2 separate regions of the Sus scrofa genome follow, and region 2 is linked to region 1. The links are chromatin contacts, called in public HiChIP or PLAC-seq maps. All regions are on one chromosome and are shown on one strand. The core of a region is the stretch at or near the end of the contact, and the rest is flanking DNA. Distances in the headings are between cores, read along the strand shown.

Evidence for each region. HiChIP or PLAC-seq counts read pairs in DNA pulled down with a chosen protein or histone mark.
Region 2: an H3K27ac HiChIP or PLAC-seq map of alveolar macrophages shows a contact between it and region 1. The contact joins two enhancer-like sites. A contact is called at or near these places in 2 of 2 datasets of contacts at active chromatin or transcription factors (alveolar macrophages and skeletal muscle).

Annotation. Positions count from the first base shown.
Region 1 is chr15:37,638,963-37,642,545 of Sscrofa11.1, reverse strand. The region is part of intron 12 of MCPH1 (microcephalin); the gene reads right to left. Among named protein-coding and RNA genes, the nearest start is that of ANGPT2, 47 kb to the right of the region's middle. Within about 2 kb of position 1,790, at least 2 of the 83 cell types and tissues checked have an H3K27ac peak or open chromatin away from gene starts, as enhancers often do. A contact at or near this core is called in alveolar macrophages, where this site is marked.
Region 2 is chr15:37,851,970-37,855,552 of Sscrofa11.1, reverse strand. It overlaps a transcript of AGPAT5 not described here. Among named protein-coding and RNA genes, the nearest start is that of XKR5, 45 kb to the left of the region's middle. Within about 2 kb of position 1,547, at least 5 of the 83 cell types and tissues checked have an H3K27ac peak or open chromatin away from gene starts, as enhancers often do. A contact at or near this core is called in alveolar macrophages, where this site is marked.

The DNA of each region.
Region 1 (3,583 bases), core at 541-3,040:
TCTCAATAAGTAAACATAACAAACATGGGAACAGTGGGGCACACAGCTCGGTGTAGGAAGCACAGCTGTAGTCACACTGAAAAGTAGTCTTTTTAAAAAAGCTGCTCACGTTTATAATGAAATACTTCAGCACAACAAGGATGAGCCAAGCCTAGCTTTTGCATTTTACTGCTAAGCAGAGCAAGGTCTAGGAAGTTAGATACCCAAGGCCACACTCAAGTAAGACAAAGGGAATGGGACCCTGCATTCCCCAGTGCCTAGTGGGGTCAACGCTGGATGGATGGAGGAGGATGACGGTGATAAAACAAGGATGCTCCCTTGGTCACATCCTTCTCTGCCACTGTGGTGGAAGTGTTTGTGCTGATTGGGAGATTCCAGACTGGCTGGTGGGGGTGGGTGGTGGGTGGGATGGAGGCACCGGGCGGTGTACTTTGGGTGCTCAGAACAGTGTCTGGCAGAAGACTCTCACCCTGGCTGAATTCTCAGCAGCTAATGACACTGTTAACGATGTCCCCTCCCCTCTTTGAACATCATGTCCCCTTGGCCCTGGGACTTGTCATCTCTGATTCTTGCCTTCAACCCCTCTCTTCTGGGTTTGTCCTCCCTACAGGGCCACTAGACCCCAATGCTATCTCCCAGCCCTCTGTCCTCACGTGTGAGCTCACACCCCAGGCCCTTGGAGCCCTCCCAGCAACAGATGACCAACGAGTCACCTGTCTTTAGTGACTCCCCGAGCTCTGGGGCCACCCTACTAGCTGCCCATCCACCTGCCTCTCTTTTTGGATGCCTTACACTCAACATGTCTAAAACTTAGCTCTTCATTCCCAAGCCTGGTCCCACTGGGTAAGAGCTAACAGTTACCCAGAACCCACTGAGCATAGCCCTTCTAAGCACTGGATGGGAACGAACTAGTTGAATCCTTGCAACGACCATACAGAAGATACACTGTCACAATTTGGAGTTCACAGATAGAAATAAGGCAGAGAGGGTACAAGGCCACATAACTAGGAAGTGATAGCTCCTTAGATTCTAACCTAAGTAGGCAATGCTCTTGATAATTACATCATGCTGCTTTCAGAACCTCAGAACAGGAACCAGCCACCAATAAGGGACCATCCCCAACTTTGCATCCTTTCACCTTCGGCCTCCAGTTCATCACCGAGTCTTGTGGGTTCAGATGCCTCCCGAATACCATTCCCGGTCCATCAACTCGTCTTCAGTGCCACCAGCACATCCTGCCAAGCTGCAGTCATTTCTTTCCTGGGTGACTGAATGCCTCACCAAATGAGTTGGCCACACACCCTGTGTCGTCCTCATACTCACATTTTCCTTTTTTTAATTCGAAGTATTAAATGCATAAGTGCATAAAGTACATCTTATGTCACAGCCTGAGACTTTACACATGCATCCACCTGGGTAACCCCACCATCAAGGTGGTGCAAGTCTCCAGGACTCAGGAGGGCTTCCCCAAATGCCTGCCTCCAATATTACCCTGCTCTGAGCTGTCATCACTACTGCCTCCCGTTGGGTGACTCGACCACAACAACAGAGGCATGTGGCAAGACTCTTGTTTCTGGTTGCTTCTGCACACACATACTCTTAAAACCCTCCAACAGCTTCCCCTTACTGAGCAAAACCCCAAACTCCTAAGTACTTGACAAGACCTTCCATGGACAGGCACCTACTTTTACCTGCGGCCAAATCTGCATCCCCCCTCCCCCTCTGTGTTCTCCCACATCAGTCACACGCCAGCTGCCTCCTGCCACAGAGCCTTTCAACACCCTCGCTCCACTGAACGGTGAGTCAGCTCCTTCCCAGTCAGGACAACTTCTCCTTGTCGTCCAGATTTTGGCTCAGCTGTCCAGACTTCAAGGAAGCTCTCCTGTCCCCCAGCTCAGTCACACCCGCATCAGTTAGTAAGTACTGAGCGCCTGCCAGGTGCCAACCTCTGCTCTAAATGTTTTATAAATATTAACTTTAAGTCCCCCTAAAACTAGGAAGCAGGCCTATTATTATTCCTCCTTTTTTGATATGGGAAACTGAAGACATGGAGAGGAGGTAAGTTGCCTGAGGTCACGAAGCCAAGGGGTGCCTGGTTGGAGCATCCCCGTCCCTATCTGGGTTCACTGCCTCCCACCTGCTCCCACAAGACACTTGGACCAGCCACCAGGGGTGGCTCCAGGCTCAGAGGAAGCTCTTGTTAAACAGCTGCATGAATGGTGTCAGCTCTTATTTTTAGATGACACATCCCAAGTACCTTATAACTACATAGTGGCTATGCACATGTTTGTGCATATATACATGTGTAGGTATGTGTCTACATATTTGTTATGTTGCAAGGGTAATTTTTTTTTTTTTTTGTCACTTGGAAGCTGAATCTATAAAACTGGCCATGAGGTGAGAGCTCTGCTACTAACTCTGTTCTATCTGATTCATCCCCAGCCTCTGCAGGGAGGGTACAAGGACAATTAACGCATCTACAGTATCTGTCACCTTCTGTCTCTTCTTGTTTCTCTTATCACCTCAGTCCCTTCCTCTTGAAACTTCAGGAACACCTTGGTCTTTCTACCTTGCTGTTCTGTGCAGGCCCATTAGCCAAATTCTATAATGACCCCTGTTGTCACCACCCTGCAGTTCCTGTACCTGGAGGCTGAGGGCCATGCTGGAGCCAGTGCAGGCTGGGCACCAGGAGGAATCTGGGTTTAAGCATCATCTGTCACTGAGTCACCAAGTGGCCCCACATAAGCCCTCAAATCTCTGAAGTCTAAGCTTCTACGAGTGTAAATGATCATCATGTCTCCCTGGCAGAAATGCTGGGAGACAGTGAAAGGACATGCCAGCACCATGCCTGGCACCCTGGGAGCTTCCGGTGAATGAACCAGATGTGCCATTATCACCTTGGCTGATATCACTGCCTCCTCCCACGCACCAGGCCCCAGGGCTGTGGTCCCCAGGAGCAGGATTCCTTAGGTTTGGTGGGCATGACTGGCTGACCAGTGGTCTTATCCATTGAGATTAGGGAGGCGGCAGTCGTTAAAACTAACAATTAAGATTTAAATAATAATTAACATTTGCATATAGCACATTTGCTAAATAATTCCAGGTCTGTTCCATGAAACATCCTATTTTAATTGTTACAAAAAGCCTATAAGGCAGAGACCATCATTGTCCATGTTTCAGTTGGTAAACTGGAGTTCCAGGCAACGTGGCCAAAGAGCGGAATGGTATGTGGAAAGACAGGCATCAAGCCAGACAAATGGTAACATATCCAGGGCCCGTGTCCTTCACTGCAACACCTGCTGCCCTAAATGACCCAAGTGCACCACCCAGGGAGGACCAGCAGCCTCTGAAGCCCAGAGTGGAACCGTAGCTTTATACTCATTAGTCCCTGTAAGAGTAATTCTCTAAGGATACTCAGGTCTTCTAGAACCACATTTCCCTGTCGCATAGGTCTGAATTCATGAAATTCCCCCAGTCCAACCTGGAACTTGACTTCCTCGCTAATGTGGGGTCAGGGTTACAAAGACTGTACATGGAGTCCTGGCTCCTCTGTCCCGTGGCTATGTGACACCTGTCACCTTGC
Region 2 (3,583 bases), core at 298-2,797, 210 kb before region 1:
GATTTAAGGATTATAAACTGGGAAGAGCATTTTAGAAAGCTCCCAGAACTGTCTTGCCCTTTCAAAGTCAAGGCATGGTTGTGTAAGTTTTGGAGGACAGGACTGCTTATCAAATGACAAGAATTATTGACAGTTTACACAATCCAGATCTAAATGCCCTGAAGTGCCTTATAAGATCAAGAAGAAAGTTTATCTTTAAGGAGTGGTCTTACTGATGCTGGGGAGGACATTGCTCTTCATGGCTGAGCAGGTATTGTTGCTAAAACCCAGCCTCTGCTCACTGGTATAGAATAGAAACACAGAGACAAAGTTTTGGGTGAAGGAGAAAAAAAAAAAAAAATAGCTTTATTGCTTTGCCAGGCAAAGGAGGGTCACAGCAGGCTAAGGCCCTGAAGACTATGCCCCTCTTGGAAGAGACTGGGAGATGGTTTTTATAGTGTGGGGGAGAAAAATAGGGCTGCAGATAAAGATCAGTGTAGACAGCAAGTTTTCAGTGTTTTTCAAAGGTGGTGATCCTTCTTTCTGGAATGAAGACCACTTCATGGAGTTCCCGTCGTGGTGCAGTGGTTAACGAATCTGACTAGGAACCATGAGGTTGCGGGTTCGGTCCCTGCCCTTGCTCAGCGGGTTAACGATCCGCGTTGCCGTGAGCTGCGGTGTAGGCCAGTGGCTACAGCTCCGATTCGACCCCTAGCCTGGGAACCTCCATATGCCATAGGAGCAACCCAAGAAATAGCAAAAAGACAAAAAAAAAAAAACAACCACTTCATTAACATCTTCCATTTGTTGGGGGTTGAAGAATTCAAAGACATTATCTATATTCCTTGAGGAGGGACCAGGACCCTGCCCCCAGGCTGCACTATTGTCTCTCGACTTCTCCTCCCTGGTCTCTGCATCCCCTCCCTTCCCTGATTAGCAACTGTTTGAACTTTTTTGGAACTCAGATAAATTCATGGAATTCTGAAGCCCATTGCCCCCAAACAAGAAATGGGGGACACAGAAATGCTTGTGTGCCCAGGAGCCCCACAGGTCCCTGCTCAGTTTCAGCATTTCTGCCGATGGGGAGGTTTGGTGGATGCACAATGCAGATACACCACACTGCGAGGAGGCCAAAGGGCAGAGAAGACTTTGTTGTTTTTCTTGCATTGCCATAAAATCTGAATTTTATTTCACACAGGGGTGACTAATACCAGCTGTAAGCTCTGGGGAGCTATTCTCCTACAGAAGGCAGAGTGGATGGAGAAGTTCAGGCCTGTCCTCTTAAAGTTGGGAAGCAGGTGGGAAGCAAGGTGCATAACCGAACAAGCCGGGGCCTAGGAGAGAACCTAAGACCTGGGCCTGGCCGCAGGGCAGCTACAGCATCCCTTCCCTTCGTGTTACGGGATGTCTTGCTGTTACTGCTGTGGTTTTTCCTTGCGGAATCTTCCTATTTAAATTCATCACATTAAATATCTGGATTCGGGCCCAGTCCTTCTGTCCAGGCACAGCCTCAGCCTCAGCCTCTAGCAGCCAGTCATTTCTCCGTTCACCACTAGATGGCGCCCACTCAATGGTCTGGGATCCTCGCCCTCCGAGAGCTGGGTGGTGGCCCCCACTTTAGCTGGGAGACAGGTTAGAAGAAAGGGGCAATGGTCAATTTATTTAAATCAACTTACTGACATAAATCTATTCGGTGAATGTAAGTATAAACCATGTAATATTACAAAACAAGAGGTTTATGTAATCTGGATATAAAGGAAAATCGATACCGCTTTAAATGAAAAAAAAAAAAATCACATGGAAATGAAACATATACAAGAAATCACTAGTATGTGCGAGGTGAAGATTATTCAGTCACATTTTACTCACCACTGGGGATAATTAGAGGCATCTGACACGGAGATGAGTTTAAATAGAAAAACTAATACATTGCTTCACACTTTTGAAGATTTTCATGTACTTCTTAAAACACTTGCTCAATATTGAAGAAAAACTATTGTAGTTTTATATACTTGGAATGCAGGGTGAACCATGAAGCCTATTCTATGTAATAGGAGACTGTTGGTAAATTTTGGGGTCGTGAAATGTTAAATAGCAGACATTAGAGACAATGAAAGATTTTATTTTTTTCTTTTACTTTCATCCAAACACACCCTCTTGTGAAAAACATAAAAGCATGCACATTGATTGCTTCCTTTGAAAGAAAAACCAAGGGATAACTAAGCTGTAAATCAAGAATAACAGAAACAAAAGCTTAAACTGATATTATGCAAAAAGATTTACAGGTAGATATAGGGCTCTTAATTCTAGAAAATAATAATTCAAGTCATATCAATACATGTTAAAAAGAAGCTTCTAATTGTCCGAGTATTTTGATACAAAAAAACACTTTTAAACAAATATTTTATAGACCTCTTGTGAAAAGAATACAAGGATAGTTATAAGAAACATGATGTTCAAATGATCTTAACGCAGTTCATTTTGACTTCTTCAAATCACATATAATCAACATAATTCCCACGGTACTACTGCTTCTTAAAACTTAAATGTAGAACATACCCATGACATTCAAAGTAAGTTATACAACTTACATTATTTTGATCTAATTAGAAGTAGGCTCCAACTTTAGGACTGTTAAAAAAACTAATAAGACATGGAACTGATCTAAATTGCACTTTAATAAGTAGAAGAAAACAGCAATTTGGCATGAGAACATGTCTCAAAAGTTTTACCTGCACCCCATTGAAAATTAGGCCAATTGTATCCTGTGGGAATGTGTGTGCATGTGCACACACACACACACACACACACACACACCCCCCCAACTGATATTACCCAGCTCTTCAGAGGGATTACTTGAAATGGTTTACTCTGGTTCTGGAAAATCAGGTAAAATTTCCCTTAATTATTATTTCCATCTTGTTATGATGATTTAATTGGTGTGTTTCATCTGGGACACTGATACAATTCTGCAGCAAAAATCCATTACCGATAAGCAGAAATGTTATGTAAGTTTGAATTGTAACATAAAAATAGAGCAGGATCACAACACTTTTAAAAGGTCCTTTTCCAGGGCCTCTATTGCTCTAGGACTGAAAGTGTGGGATTTGGTTCCTAAAACACAGCTCTTCTTTTGAGGTGAAACAGATTGTGTGGCCTTGTTCATACTCATGGGAACTAAGTGAAATCACTCCGTCCGGATGGATAAAGTCTGTATTTCACTGGCTCAAGTAAGCTGATTTCCTGACCTAATACGAATGCAAAGTGCCTTTGCCGAAGATGGTGAGCTGGCTCCTAAGAGCATGGATGGTTCAAGGCTGCGACCAGGCAGAGGCTGGCCAGCTACACAGTGGAGCCATCAGGCCAGCCCCCAAGGCACCACTGCCAGCGATTTGAAGGAAAAGAACTCAAAAACAATGGAAATTGACCATGATGACAGGAAAGAGGATTTTGGGGTTAAATATTTTGTCAAACCCAAAAGTAACAGGCAAAAGGCACATGCTAGTAAATCAAATCAGATGTTTGAGAAGCTTCCATCATCTCAAATATCTGTGGACTCTGTTCTGACAAAGGTTCACACTGATTATTTTGATATAAAAAAGAA